3 separate regions of the Mus musculus genome follow, and regions 1 and 2 are each linked to region 3. Evidence: chromatin contacts called from public Hi-C and promoter capture Hi-C data. All regions are on one chromosome and are shown on one strand. The core of a region is the stretch at or near the end of the contact, and the rest is flanking DNA. Distances in the headings are between cores, read along the strand shown. Region 1 holds the start of Slc18a1 (solute carrier family 18 (vesicular monoamine), member 1). Region 2 holds the start of Ints10 (integrator complex subunit 10). Region 3 holds the start of Hmgxb4 (HMG box domain containing 4).

What was found. Promoter capture Hi-C pulls out the DNA fragments that hold promoters and counts their contacts. Hi-C and Micro-C count contacts between places; a contact is called where the count stands out from the background.
Region 1: a contact with region 3 is called in a promoter capture Hi-C map of pre-B cells. The contact joins the promoter of Slc18a1 here to the promoter of Hmgxb4 in region 3. A contact is called at or near these places in 1 of 39 promoter capture datasets (pre-B cells) and 1 of 484 Hi-C or Micro-C datasets (CD4 T cells).
Region 2: a contact with region 3 is called in a Hi-C map of rod photoreceptor, with 8 times the contacts expected there. The contact joins the promoter of Ints10 here to the promoter of Hmgxb4 in region 3. A contact is called at or near these places in 2 of 484 Hi-C or Micro-C datasets (CD4 T cells and rod photoreceptor).

What each region holds. Positions count from the first base shown.
Region 1 is chr8:69,086,402-69,090,946 of GRCm38.p6, reverse strand. It overlaps Slc18a1 (solute carrier family 18 (vesicular monoamine), member 1), which reads left to right and starts at 1,725. Exons shown (of 17, transcript NM_153054.2): 1 at 1,725-1,966. Atp6v1b2 (ATPase, H+ transporting, lysosomal V1 subunit B2) reads right to left here and starts at 2,211. Exons shown (of 14, transcript NM_007509.3): 1 at 2,019-2,211. The coding sequence starts at 2,154.
Region 2 is chr8:68,792,350-68,797,091 of GRCm38.p6, reverse strand. It overlaps Ints10 (integrator complex subunit 10), which reads right to left and starts at 3,163. Exons shown (of 17, transcript NM_027590.4): 1 at 2,944-3,163; 2 at 2,414-2,481; 3 at 272-375. The coding sequence starts at 3,072.
Region 3 is chr8:74,992,261-74,996,788 of GRCm38.p6, reverse strand. Hmgxb4 (HMG box domain containing 4) reads right to left here and starts at 3,139. Exons shown (of 11, transcript NM_178017.2): 1 at 3,040-3,139.

The sequences.
Region 1 (4,545 bases), core at 476-2,975, 5.9 Mb after region 3:
GCAAAGTTTTTTTTTTACCTTGTGATGTCAGAAAGTCAAATGATGTGCTCCAGATTAGTTACTAATTTCCAGCCTGAATATTTTACTTTCCGTTTCTTTTTAACAGCCTGAGTAATTTCTTATATTATGTACATATAATATCTAGAATTTTTAATAATCCTGAAGTTGTTTTAAAACAGGATCTGATTTTCACAGGGCAACTGCCAAAATTACTCCAAAGAGTGTGTATCAATTAATTATAATTATTTTGATAGTATCATCAAACTTTAATAATAAAAAATTGAGTTAATATTTAAATTTGACTAAAAATGTGGCAAAAATAGTAAAAGATGATATTTAAATGCAGTATACCAACTCCCTTTTAAAAACCCTATCCATATTAAAAAAAAAATACACGCTTAACTATTAGGACAAATTGAATTCCAAGTTATAGGATTTACAGAGCACTTCCTAAGTCAGACACTGTGAACTTGGGGATACAAAGATGCAACTTTTAGAGACAGCTTAGTCAGCAGAATCCTCCTATGAACAAACTCTTCAAATATTGGCCAAGCACATGGATATGGTGGAGAAACACTACTCATCCCTGAAGGGCTTAAGACCTTCGCCATGGAGTAGTCGACACTCCCTGAATTGGCTCTGAATGACTTGTTATATGGAAAGAGACTACTATAACCTTGTAACATTTTTCCCTTAGAAGCCACACCAGTGTCTATGTGCTCTGCTCAGAGCAAAGCATACATATCAAATGCAATTCTAGAGATTCTGTAATTCTCAGGTATAAATCTGTCAGTTTTCCCGACGTTTCCTTGGGCTCACATGAACCCCTAACAGGCATTCTCTAATTTTAACAATTATTCTAAAAAAATGCTTAAAAGGCACACCTCAGCAATCCACTCTCCAATGTGTGTGTGTGTGTGTTTTTTTTTTCCCTTCCCCTCGCTGCAGTGTTATCACATGACCCACTGACAGCTCAGGACAGGATTAGTCAGGCTGGAGGGCGCCTAGCTAAAACCCTTCAGCTGAAACGCTTTTAACCAATGAGCCACCCACAGAGCCAAGCTGCCAATTAACCTGTGCAAATGGAACCTTATTTTCAGGAAAACAACAGATACTTAAAAAAGAGGAAAAAAAAAAGTCTTCTTTCAAAGCTCTCTGCCTGGCTTTAAGGGAGCCGTGAAGAGGTTTGATTCTATACAACCGAAAGCTTCAGCCAACAAGAGCCATTTGGGAATGACTGGCTTGTCTAAACATGGCTTATTGAGGTCTTTTATGATCACTACACTTAAGCCTATGAACATAACAGTGGAAAGCAACCTTCCATTTAACTGCGTTTGGTTAGCTGGTCAGTAAACGAATAAACAACAGAAGACCAAGCAAAGGATTAAGAAACTCGATTTTTGGTTCCTCTTTTCCCAATAATTAGATGTCTGAAGCCAGGCATGGCTTCTCCTTTCCAGAACCTTAGGCGTCTCGCCTGTAAAACGAGAGGGTGGGACTGCACGACTAGGGTATTTTTCAGCTCTAAGGTTCTCCGGTATCTAGGTGTCCTCCAGTGAAGCGGTTCCCTACAGAATAAGCCACATCTCCCTCTAGCCGCGGGGCCTGCCCACATCAGCGATGACATTACACCTTCTGCACGGTCCACCTGCCCAGAGGTCCACGGGGCAAAGGGGGACGGAGTAGGCGTTCCCTCGACCCGAAGACATTTAAATGAGGCCAGGAGCAGATGAAGACAGTGACAAGAAGTGGCCCTCAGAGACAGACCAGTGTCTGACAATACCCAGAGAACTCGGAGCGGGTAGGGCAATCATCAGGAGCCCACTTAGCCCATGGGAAGGTTCCAGTCGGTGCTCTCACGCTCGGCCCACCGAAGTCACGGAAAAGCTCACGCAAAGCTGGAGAGGTGCTTGTGAACTGAGCGATGGGGGAAATGAATCCCATTCCCTCCCCGCTGGCTGAACAGGTGAGAGCACAAGCCAAGGGCTTGGTGGACACGCTCACTTTCCCGTACTCACTGAGACGAGGCTGGGATAGGTAGTTCCGGCTCACCGCCAGCGCCTGCTCCCGAGCTCCGGCCATCGGCCCACCGGTGGGCACGGGCAGTTCGGGTGCGGCCCCGTTCACGATTCCCCGCATCGCTCGCAACGCCATCTTGTCTCCTCCGTCCCGACTGGCCCCGCAGCAGCGCGGCGCAGGCGCACATATAGCAGGGAGGCCCGTGCGGCCGGCCCCACCCATGCGCGCTTCGAAGCTGCGGCAGAGGCCCCGCCCTCTCGGCGGCGCCCCGCCCCCAGACTCGTGACTGGAGCTCTGCGGGGGCGGTGCAGGGTGCGCGCGCATGCTAGGCGCATAGGGAGCTGACCAGAGTGCTGGGAGCGCGGATCTGAGGCTGGGAGCGGGAAAAGAGAAGCGAAAGGGGCCAGAGGGCAAAATTGACACAAGAGAGAGGATTCACGAGAAAAAGAAAGATTCATTGGAATGTAGGGAAGGAAGAGATAGGAAAACGTGCATAAGAAAATACAGACAACTGAGGTTCATAATCAAGCTGTGGAAAACACCTTGGAAAGCAGAAGATAGAAAACCTAGTCCCATGATTGGTAACTTTGTGTCGAAATTTATTTCAGTTTATCCTACTACCAAGTTCTTTTTTTTTCGTGGATCTTTTCGAACAGACTTGGCTTTCTTGCATATCCGAAGAGTATATGGTGTGGAAGACCACCTTAGGAACAGATTGGAAAACCAGTTAAGAGGTTAGAACGCACAAAGGGTTCTAGTTTCTTTTCTTTGGCTGTGATAAAATTAGCTAGCGGTTGGCTTGGTGTGATGGCGCAAGCCTTTAAACGCAGCACTCAGGAGGCAGAGGCAGGAAGGTCTGAGTTCCAGGGCAGCCAGAGCTACATAGTGAAACTATGTTTCAAAACAAAAAAAACAAAAAGAAAAACCAGCCTGTGAGAAACGAACAACACAGTAAATTGATTGTTGTTCTCTTTACAATATAAGAACAGAAGAGGAAAACAAGAACTTTGCTATGACGGAGCAACATACTGAAAAACTTCTTTGTGTTAGTTCCCCATAGATTTGTTGATAAATACACAAGAGGATGTCTAGACTGGCCTTCGGTAAGGTTTATAACTTATCAGTTTGGGAAGCATGGATCTTTGCCTCATTCACAAAATTACTATGTTGTTGTTTTGTTTTTAAAGATTTATTTATTTGTATGTATGTGAGCACACTGTTACTGTCTTTAGACACACCAGAAGAGGACTTCGGATCCCATCATGATGGTTGTGAGCCACATGTGGGTTCTGGGATTTGAACTCAGGAAGATCAGCCAGTGCTCTTAACCGCTGAGCCACCTCTCCAGCCCAATTACTATGTTGTTATAAAATTCCCTTTGGGCTATATATGTGAGGTATGTATGGAATATAAATGAGTTTTATCTATAGACTTACAGCCTATATACAAGACATATTATGTAAATATTTCACAATTAAAAAAAAAAGAAATTTGAGAGGCTGGAGAAATGGCTCAGTGGTTAAGAGCACTGACTGCTCTTCCAGAGGTCCTGAGTTCAGTTCCCAGCAACCACATGGTGGCTCACTGATGATAAGTTATAAACCTTACTGAAAGCCAGTCTAATGGGGTCAGATGCACTCTTCTGGTGTGTCTGAAGACAGCTACAGTGTACTCATATACATAAAATAAATAAATCTTTTAAAAATCTTTTTAAAAAAAGGCAAAATAAGAAATTTGAGATCTAAAGCATTCCTGCTCCCAAGCATTTCAACTAAAAGTCAGTCAGCTGATGTTACAAATGAAGTAAATGTAGCCAGGTTACCTAAGTCTACTTTGAGTGCATCTCAGGTCCCTATGTAACAATCCTTCAATCCTCGATAAAATTGCTGGAAGTATTAAAAGAGGTAATTGAATGTAAACAGAGAGTTCTATATAGTTCTTTTTTAAAAAGTGAATCCTCTAAAGATTTATTTATTTATTTTAATTATATGAGCATACGGTCACTGTCTTCAGACATATCAGAAGAGGGCATCAGATCCCATTACAGATGGATGTGAGCCACCATCCACCATGTGGTTGCTGGGAACCTTTGAAAGAGCAGTCAGTGCCTTTTTTTTTTTTTTTTTTTTTTTAGATTTATTTATTATTAAACACAAGTACACTGTAGCTGACTTCAGGTGCACCAGAAGAGGGCGTCAGATCTCATTACGGGTTGTTGTGAGCCACCATGTGGTTGCTGGGATTTGAACTCAAGACCTTCGGAAGAGCAGTCAGTGCTCTTACCCACTGAGCCATCTCTCCAGCCCAGTCATGTAGTTCTTTTAAACTTTTTATGGTTTGGAATTTTTTTGCATGTGTATAATACATTTTGATCAAATCTACTCCCCAATTCTCTTTCCTCCAATTCTTACTCCATCTCCTGCCATTCTATGCCTCCCAAGTTCATGTCCTTTTTAAGTCTACCGAGTCAACTTTGTGCTGCTTGTATGTGCCTGGGTATAGGACCATCTGCACAGGTGACTTCTT
Region 2 (4,742 bases), core at 1,914-4,413, 6.2 Mb after region 3:
AGACATTATCTATAGACGTTTTCATCATCAGAAATATGTAAAATATGTTCAAAATACACTCAACCTTCTGATCTCATTGACAGATGACTATCACACAGGCACAAAGTGTTCTAAGTAAATGATAAAAGGACCAGTTAATATCACTGTGGACTTTCATTGCCTAGAATAAAAAGTAAAGTGGGTTTCACTATGACAGGTGTGACTGAGATGCCTGTGGCAGACGCACTATTCCAGAAGTGGCCATTTATAATTAGACCGGAACTGTACTCACTCCGTAAGAACTGGGTCTGCTTATCTTGTGAGTCGTTCCTCAATGCTGACGTGATGATGCTGATTTCTCTCCATACCACCGGCTGGTCCGGGAAATTCACAAACCTGTTTTTAAAATGAATGCATTAAAGTAAGATGTGAAACTCAAACAAGGAAGAACAATAGCATTTAGAGAAACCCATTTTTCTTTAGGTGAATGATTACATATGTCTGAACAAAGGATAGAAATACACAAAAATAATCTATCAGTTTGAAAAATTTGAGAGTACTCATAAAAATCTTTAGACATTGTTGTGAATGAGGGGCTGGAGATGTAGCTCAGTTAGACTGATTGCTTATCATGCACAAAGCCCTGGGTTCCAATCCTGTATTCTACAGCACAGGTGTGGCGGTGAATGCCAGTAGTCACAGTGTTTGAGACATAAAGGCATGAGATCAGAGGTTCAAGGTCATCCTCAGATACTTTTTTTTTGGGGGGGGGGGAGCGGCTCTTTTCTTTCTTTCTTTCTTTCTTTCTTTCTTTCTTTCTTTCTTTCTTTCTTTCTTTCTTTCTTTCTTTCTTTCTTTCTTTCTTTTCTCGAGACAGGGTTTCTCTGTGTAGCCCTGGCTATCCTGGAACTCACTCTGTAGACCAGGCTGGCCTCGAACTCAGAAATCCACCTCCCTCTGCCTCCCAAGTGCTGGGATTAAAGGTGTGCGCCACCACTTCCTGGCCTCAGATACTTTAATAAATCTGAACCCACAGCAATCTAGAGGACACAAAAGACGTGGTCTCAGAAAGAGAAAACAAAAGCAAGCCAAGAGCCTTCATGCATTCACCCGTTTACACTGTGACCAGTCAGCTCCAGCTCCTGTTGCTATGCCTTCCCCACCAGGATGGACTGTATCCTTAAAACCTGAGTCAGGACACACCCTTCCTTTCTGAGCTGCTTTCTATCAGTCACAGCAACAGAAAAAAATAACACTCTATTAAAAACAACAAGAAAAACAAGAACAAAACTCACAAAGGTAAACCACAGGCCAGAAATAACCAAAGAGAACAGTCGCAGCGACACTCGTATGAGGGGCACCAGCAGTATAGTAGCCGGGCGGTGGTGGCGCACGCCTTTAATCCCAGCACTCGGGAGGCAGAGGCAGGCGGATTTCTGAGTTCGAGGCCAGCCTGGTCTACAGAGTGAGTTCCAGGACAGCCAGGGCTATACAGAGAAACCCTGTCTCGGGGGAAAAAAAGAAACAATGATATAGTAAGATATCATTTTCCCCATGATACAGGTGGGGTGTGGCGGCATAGCCTCTGTCCCAGCTAAGAAAAGAGGAACAAGTGGGTCTGAGTTCAACACTACCCTGCCCAATAAAGTGAGGTTCCTCTGTCTCATGAGGAAGAAAAGGAAAAACAGGGGTGGTGGTGGTGGAGGAGATGAACATATACAGGTTGGCAAAAATGTGGAAAACTGCCAATTCATATATATACACATATAAATATATATGTATATATATATATATATATATATATATATATATATATATATACATACATATATATAATTTGTGGAAACAGATATTTAGGCTATCCTTTTTAAAGAGTAATTTGATAGATGATGAATTGTACATATCCCTTAGCTACAAAACATCAAAATATGGGTGCAGAATTACTCACTGACATTCCAAACATAAATAAATTGGAAATTAACCATGCACCCAGAAAATGATACATGGCCATTAAGAACATCAGTTGTCTCTATAGACTAGACCCAGAGGGTCCACAACAGCGGGTTATGAAAGTACACTTCAGGGTAGAATGGCCTCGCTTTTATCAGCTACCCAGTGTATGTATGTATACATATGGAGACACACAAAACTTAGCTCTGGGTTAGAAGGGATTTCACATTTCATTCTATCAATTGCTGTCTGAATGTTTGTAATGAGCCTATGATAAATCACTGGCTACAAATTTGGGGATTAAAATACAAGAATTAAAAAGTCGTCTCTGTAGAACGCCTGTTGGCAATTAAGGCCTGAATTCTGGGTACCAGGGAAGAGGATGATCTTGCAGAGCCCCGACTGCTACTATCAATTGTTCATATCTGAAGAGGACCCCTTCAGATATCAACAATAGCTCCCAGAACGATCCCAGTTAACTCACATGTCATACAGCAACCTCCCTGCGGTGGCAGTCCTCTCGGCATTCCGTTCGATGGTGTACATTTCATACTGAAACAAGGCAGACAGGGTCAACGGCTTCCACGGTGGTAGCTGGTCCAGCTCCAGCCCACCTGCAGCACTGCTCAGAGGTGGGCCTTCACCCAGAACACCCACGAAGGGAAATGAGAGCCTGGTGGCCCAGAATTCACCCCATCTGCAGGGCTTCTAGGATCAAGTGGAGTAGAAACGTCCCCAAAGAAGCAGCAACTGAACAGATGGCTGCTACCATGATCAATGAATGAATGCCCTGGGCCCTAGTGGCAAAGATGCACTGTACAGGATCAACCAGACCCGGATTTACTGTATGGTTTCCGCCTTTGCAGGTGCTGGGGAAAAGGTTGGTCAACTGTCCTGTGGAGCAGGGTAGGAGCAACGTGGGGAGGGGGACAGCGGCCGCGCAAAGCGCCCAGGGCCACTGGGCTCGGCCAAACGCTCTCTTCCGCGCGTGCGGACGCGCCGGGTCTGACTCACCTGGATGTTGAAGTCGGCCGGGTAGAGGCTGCGGGCCGTGATCAGCCATGCCTTGGCTGCCCACAGGTCCTGGGGCACTAGTTCCCGGGCTCGCTGCACCAGAAACTCACAGTCGCCCTGGGCCGACATGGTCCCGGGTTTTTGCCCTTCCAGTAGGCGACACTAGGGCGCCGCCAACCCCCAGGTGGCCACTGCGCATGCCCAGAGACCAGCCAACCACAGGCCGCAGAGGTTCTGTAGAGTCCTATGGAAACTACGGAGACCTGGATTTTCATTACTCGGATTGCCATCCGTCGATGGTAGCGCGCCGCTGACCGCCTGGGAGTAAGCGTCAGAGTCGGCAACCCTGTGCTCCAGGTTCTTGCGTTCTCCTTTGATTCCAGCCCGGGTTTGAAGGTCCGCGACACGCTCAGACACGGAGCGGCGGTCCTTCGGTGTAAATAAACCTGGTGCCCAGGGTTAAGGTGTAGTTTCGAAGTGTCGCGGAGGGCTGGGCCTGGACTGTGCAAGACGACCCCACCCTCGCATGCGGAAAGACCCTGGATCGCCTGTTGCTTTTGAGCTTTGCCAACATCTTTGCCCCTGCCCCAGGCATTATTTCGCCTGAATCTTATTCTTTTTCTCCTATACGGAAAAATTAGCATTTAGAAGATGCTCGGCTGGATGTCCGAACCACCTGCTCTGCAAGAGTTAAAAAAAAAAACAAAAACAAAAACAAAAAAAAACAAAAAAACAAAAAAAAAACAAAAAAACTTTGATCATTTGAACAATGGAAAATAGCTGCAGTATAAATCGGTACCGAAATCCTGGCTTTGGTTTTGCATTTGAACAACCACAATAACAAAACAGTCCCCCTGTTCTGTTGACAAGGCAATATTCATTTATTGAATTGGAAGTGTCCGGAAAGTGAATTGCTAGCTTTGGTTTTCCGTCTAAGTGCATGTATATATATATATTTCTTATAGGTGTTTGTATATAGTTCCTATCAACTGTAGCCATCATTTGCCACTTAAAACCAGGACATCGAAGAATTCAGAGCTGGTTTTCTTTTCTTTTTTCCTTTGAGACATTCGGTCATGGCCCAAGCTGACCTTAAACTTGGCAAGTATACGAGGATGATCTTAAACTCCTGATTCCTGACTTCCATCTCCAAAGTGCTGGAATTAAGGACATGTGCCTGTTCTGATTAATTTTTTTTTCTTTAACAAAGAAATTAGGAATTTACTTATTTAAGTAAAAAATACAGATATTAAAAATAAATATGAATATAAACATTACAATAGTGAATTGCAGTTCTTGGATGAAGCTTTGTTTATGTCAAAGATTATTTGTGAAGAGAAGGGACATAGGCTACGAAACAAAACTATTTGGGGCAATAAACATCTACATCATCTCTGATATCTGACCTAACTGTCTTCTTCCAGATAAGCTTTTTAGGAGGGATCTTTAAGCCTGGAAGACTTGAAGCTCCAGTAACCTTCAAGTTAAGAATGAAATAATACCTGGTCTTTATGGAAGAGGTTTCCCAACCTTTCTCTAGCCCAGCTACCCGATGTCTATGCTGGCAAATGCATTGATCTGTTGCTCTCTTTTGTTCTGTGATCCTAGAAGCTCAGGTGGCTTCCCTACCGTGAACATATCATCCAAGGCAAGGTGAGACCTGGCCAAACCATCTCATTCATATTAAGCTTTGAATGAACTTTCTTTTAAGTTCCTTTATTGTTTTATATCGATCTTATTTATAGAAATGTAAAAATACAGGCTTGCTAATGAATAATTTATAAACAAGTAGTAAAAAT
Region 3 (4,528 bases), core at 1,890-4,389:
TTAAAAGGGAGTGAAGGTGGGCCACTGAAAATGATATGCACTCATTTAAAGACAACAATTTTGCCAAGTGGCACACACCTTTAATTCCAGCACTTGGAAGGCATCGACAAGTGGCTATCTTGTGAATTCAAGGCCAGCCTGATCTACATAATGAATTCCAGGGCTAGAGAGAATCTCTCAAACAAAACAATGGCAATATTCTCACTAGTTCAAAAATGATGAGTTTATTAGAAAGCCATACAGGTGATCTTGGCTTTCACAAGCTGACACTAAGTAAAATAACTTTAGATTGAAGTTTCAGGCTTTTCGTACCTGATGAATTTTGGCATAGAATTCCTGAGAAATAATGCCCCGCTCCTCCCCAGTCCAACCACATCCTTATTTAGTCTCATAATACATCCATCAGTCACTGGTCAAACACCAATACACTTTTAAACATAAGTAATGGCAGGCCAGAGACTCATAAACAGCTTTCCCCCTTGAGAACATTACAAGTAATATAAGATACAATTAGGCAATGTCTTATTGGGTTGGAAGCCAGCTGAACTTTTTACTAGGTGTGAAAAGTTATTTCTTGACTGCTGTGAAAAATTAGTACATTTTAAAAAGGTTTGGAAACATAAAATTAGGGAATGCTCCTGAAGGCAGGTCAACACAGACGTGCTGGCTTTCTGTATTAGGACTACGCCTGCTACTACCAGAACTTTCTTAAAATAAAGACCAGGGACTGGTGAGATGTCTCAGTGGTTAAGAGCACTGATTCCTCTTCTGAAGGTCCTGAGTTCAAATCCCAGCAACCACATGGTGGCTCACAACCATCCATAATGAGATCTGACACCCTCTTCTGGTGTGTCTGAAGACAGCTACAGTGTACTTACATATAATAAATAAATCTTAAAAACAAACAAACAAACAAACAAACAAACAAAGACTAGATGCTTGTAGGAAAAGTGAGTGAACCCTGAACACAAGTCCAATATGTAGGGCAGCCCAGAACCTGAGAAATACTATGGAATATTCCCAGGATGGGCAGACTGATGGGCCCTAAATGGTGGCTGCCTCACAAGAAAAAGACAGTACCAGGGAGGGGGAAAAGGTCTCAAGCAGCAGTGTGAAAGAAAGCAGAGTTCAGGAGCATTCATACAAGATTAGATGAACACTATGTCTCAAATTAAATTGAGGGCTCAGGGGTAGAAAGTAAATTGGGAGAGTTAATGAAGATCAAAAATTTAGGTTTGATTTTCACATCAGAAAACAACTACATCAAATGTTAGCAAACACAAAACAGGTGCTAAAACCCATTCTCTTGAATTCCATAATTTTGGAGTTTACAAAATTCTATGCTGTCAACTTCTTGGGGCAGGATAATCTTACAGTTAGTGTTTGTCTTAGTGTGCAAAAACATGACAGCATAGAAAAGCTCATTCATTGTTTAATACTGTTTATGCCATTATAGATAGCGAATGCTTAGAAAACGTGAACACCGTGGCTCGGCTCTTCCAAGGCTTTTCTTCAGGGTATAAGAAAGGAGAAGCAGGCTGTTAATTCCACTTGAAAATAAAACTTCAGCACAGGCTTTTGGGATAACAAGTAATTATGAAAAAAGTTAAAATCTTCAAAGGTAGAATTTTGTTATTTTGGAAATTCAAAGCGTTAACTATAAAAAAAGTTTCAGAAACTAAGTTTTTGGAGGTAATCTCAGTTCCAGCAATCGCTAATCGTTATCATCATCCCAGAACAGATCGGAGAATTGAAAAAGAAAGAAAATCCACCCAGTAAACTGGGCAAGGAAGGTCTGTCTCCTCCAGACGGGAGTTTCCTCCAAGGCTGTTTTTAGGAACTTAGATTGCCAGTCCATGCAGTCAAAGGAAGAAACACATCCAGCTGTTGGCAGATTCTGATATTTTGTTGCTACTTCTAGGATAGCACAGGTGAATTCTTACTTCAGTGGGTTTCCTTCCTTCTTGGATCTGTTGGAGTTCTTGCCACACCCTTTTCCAAGGACCCACCTATGCAGCACTCCAGCCCCTGCCAGCTTCGCAACTTGCAGAGATCTCCATAGCCAGAAAGGCGCACTGAATCTTCTCACTGCAATGCTAACTGGAACCACGACCACTGCACAGATTGGCTGATAACATACTCGGTTCCACGAGTTCAGCGATCCAAATTTTGACAAGCCATAATCAACAGGCTTTACTTTGGATGCAGTTTTTAAAAATGTATTTTGCTACGAGGGTATAGAATCAGCCAGTACTGGAAACAAGGGTGGGGTGGGTGGGTGGTAGACATATCTTGTCTGCTATATGATATAAACTAAAGTGAACCTACAAGTAGTGGTTGTGGAGGGGGAAATGGGCCTGTATGGAGATGACTCCAATTAAGAAGGCATGTTCAAACTGAGTCGCACGCAAAGAACACACACAATACGAGATCGTTTATCCATACAGTCCCCAAGACCACCGTTCCCGGGGTCCCCGCTGTGATAACCTCGGCAGGTCTGCTGCAACCGCTAGTTCAACAAAGCTCTGCGCAGCGCAGGAAGCTCCGGGCATCCTCTCCCGCTCGCCGCTCACCGCGCGCCCAGCCCTCCCGCCCGCCGGCCCGGGACCTCTCTTCCTGACAGCCCCAGGTAGCCCGCGCCCCGGCTCCCATGCCGCGCTCCGCCCGACCCGTGTTCCCACGTCCCGTCGGCCTCCGGCGCCCCGGAGCGCCCAGACAGCGGCGCAGGGGGAGGGGCGGCGCGGGCCGCGGGTCCCTGGGGCGGCCGCACGCCCCCTCCCGGCCCCGCAGCTTTCCCGCCTTCCCCGTTTGAACAGCTCCCGCCGCCTTCCTCCTGCGGCCCGCTCGAGCCCCTTCCCCGGGGCGGCTGCAGCCGCTACTCCAGTTCCCGGCTTGGCCCCCGAGCTAGGCCGCGGCGGGCCTGAAGCGCCTCCCGGACGGTGTCGGGGGGCCGGAGCGGTGGGCGGAGGCCGGGCGGGGCCGTTGCCGCCCCGGGGTGGGGGTCCGGACGGGTCTGGTGGGGGCTCCGCTCGCCGCTACCTTCACTCGGCTCGCTCGGATCCCGCCTCAGCGCCGCCGACGGCCGCCATCTTGGAGAAGGAGAGAAAAGCGCGAGCAACAAGGGCGCCTCAGTCGAGCCCAGAGCGCAGACTCCTACTGCAGCGGGGCTACCGCGCCGGCGAAAGAGCGTCGAGCGCATCGAATAAACCTGCTTGTTGAGCGCGGTCGCGGTACCGTTTGAGAATACACTCCTCCGTTGCAGGTTTAGTCTAGAAATCTCTTCTCGGTCTAAACAAATAATTTCAAAAGTCTCCTGTTTATTCTTCAATAAAAATATCTTTCTGTAAAGAAATTGCGAATAAAAAATATCAGGCAATTAGATTAATGTAGCCAAACACCTGCCCCAACCCAAAGTCTTTACAGCTCCGTAAACTTCTATGCAATTAGAACAGTCGTTCTGAAGCAATGGAGCTTGGCTTTGGATTTTATACGTTCACTGTCAGTTACAATTTTATGTACTTATCTACCACGTGCTTATACAAACCTCGAAAATTTCATGACAGACTTAAAATTAGACAATTAGCTTTGTATTCTCTTTTAGGAACTCATGGGTCCTTCTCCGCAATCTCGGTCCTTTCTGGTCACCTAATAGTAGCCCTTCTTGTTCTCCTTTTACCCCTAAATCTTTTGTATTTAAGACAGAATGTTATGCTGTTTATTTCAAGACAATCTGTTCTTTGCCGGACTCAGAGCGATAAGGGTTAATAGCCGTATTTATTTGTAATTTAGCATTTACATCTGGAGAGTAGCCCAGGTGAAGTGGAAGACCATACACTTGTAAGACAAGCTGTTTTCTCACCAAATTATTACACCGCTCACACCAATTTTTGTTTAAGTGTTAAGAGGACTGGTGAATTGGTTCAGTGGGTTAAAATATTTTACACCAAATCTCTGGGTATGTGTTTGACACCGGAAATTTACATGGTGGAAAGAGAGAACTGATTCATGCAAGTTTGACTGCCACAGGAATGTCCCCTAAAAACACACAAAATGGAAATAAATAAGTTACTCTTTCTCTAAGAAACAGGAGAAAACAGTTTCTTCTGATTTATTGAGGAGAACTCAATAAATCAATAGCATTTACAATTTCCAGAGCCTGGTTTAATATAAAGACTCTGTTTTTGTAGCATAGTGTAAGTATATAATAGCCTTCTGTGTGAACAGTGCTCACTCCATCAGGGCAACCAGAAGCTGGTGCCCTCCTCACTGAAAAGACCCAGCCTTCATCTGCTCTAGGGAGGAATTTCTCTTCTGTTTTGCTTTGTCAAAGTCACAGGAGGTAGGCAGTTTTGGCGGGAGGGATGGGTGGAGGAAGCAGCCCTGGCTGTCCTGGAACTCATTATGTAGACAAGGCTTGCCTGAAATTCACAGAAATCCTCCTGCTTCTGCCTCCTGAACACTGAGATTAAAATCATGCACTACTATTAATTCTTATATATAAATATAATTAGATCATGTTCCCTCTTTT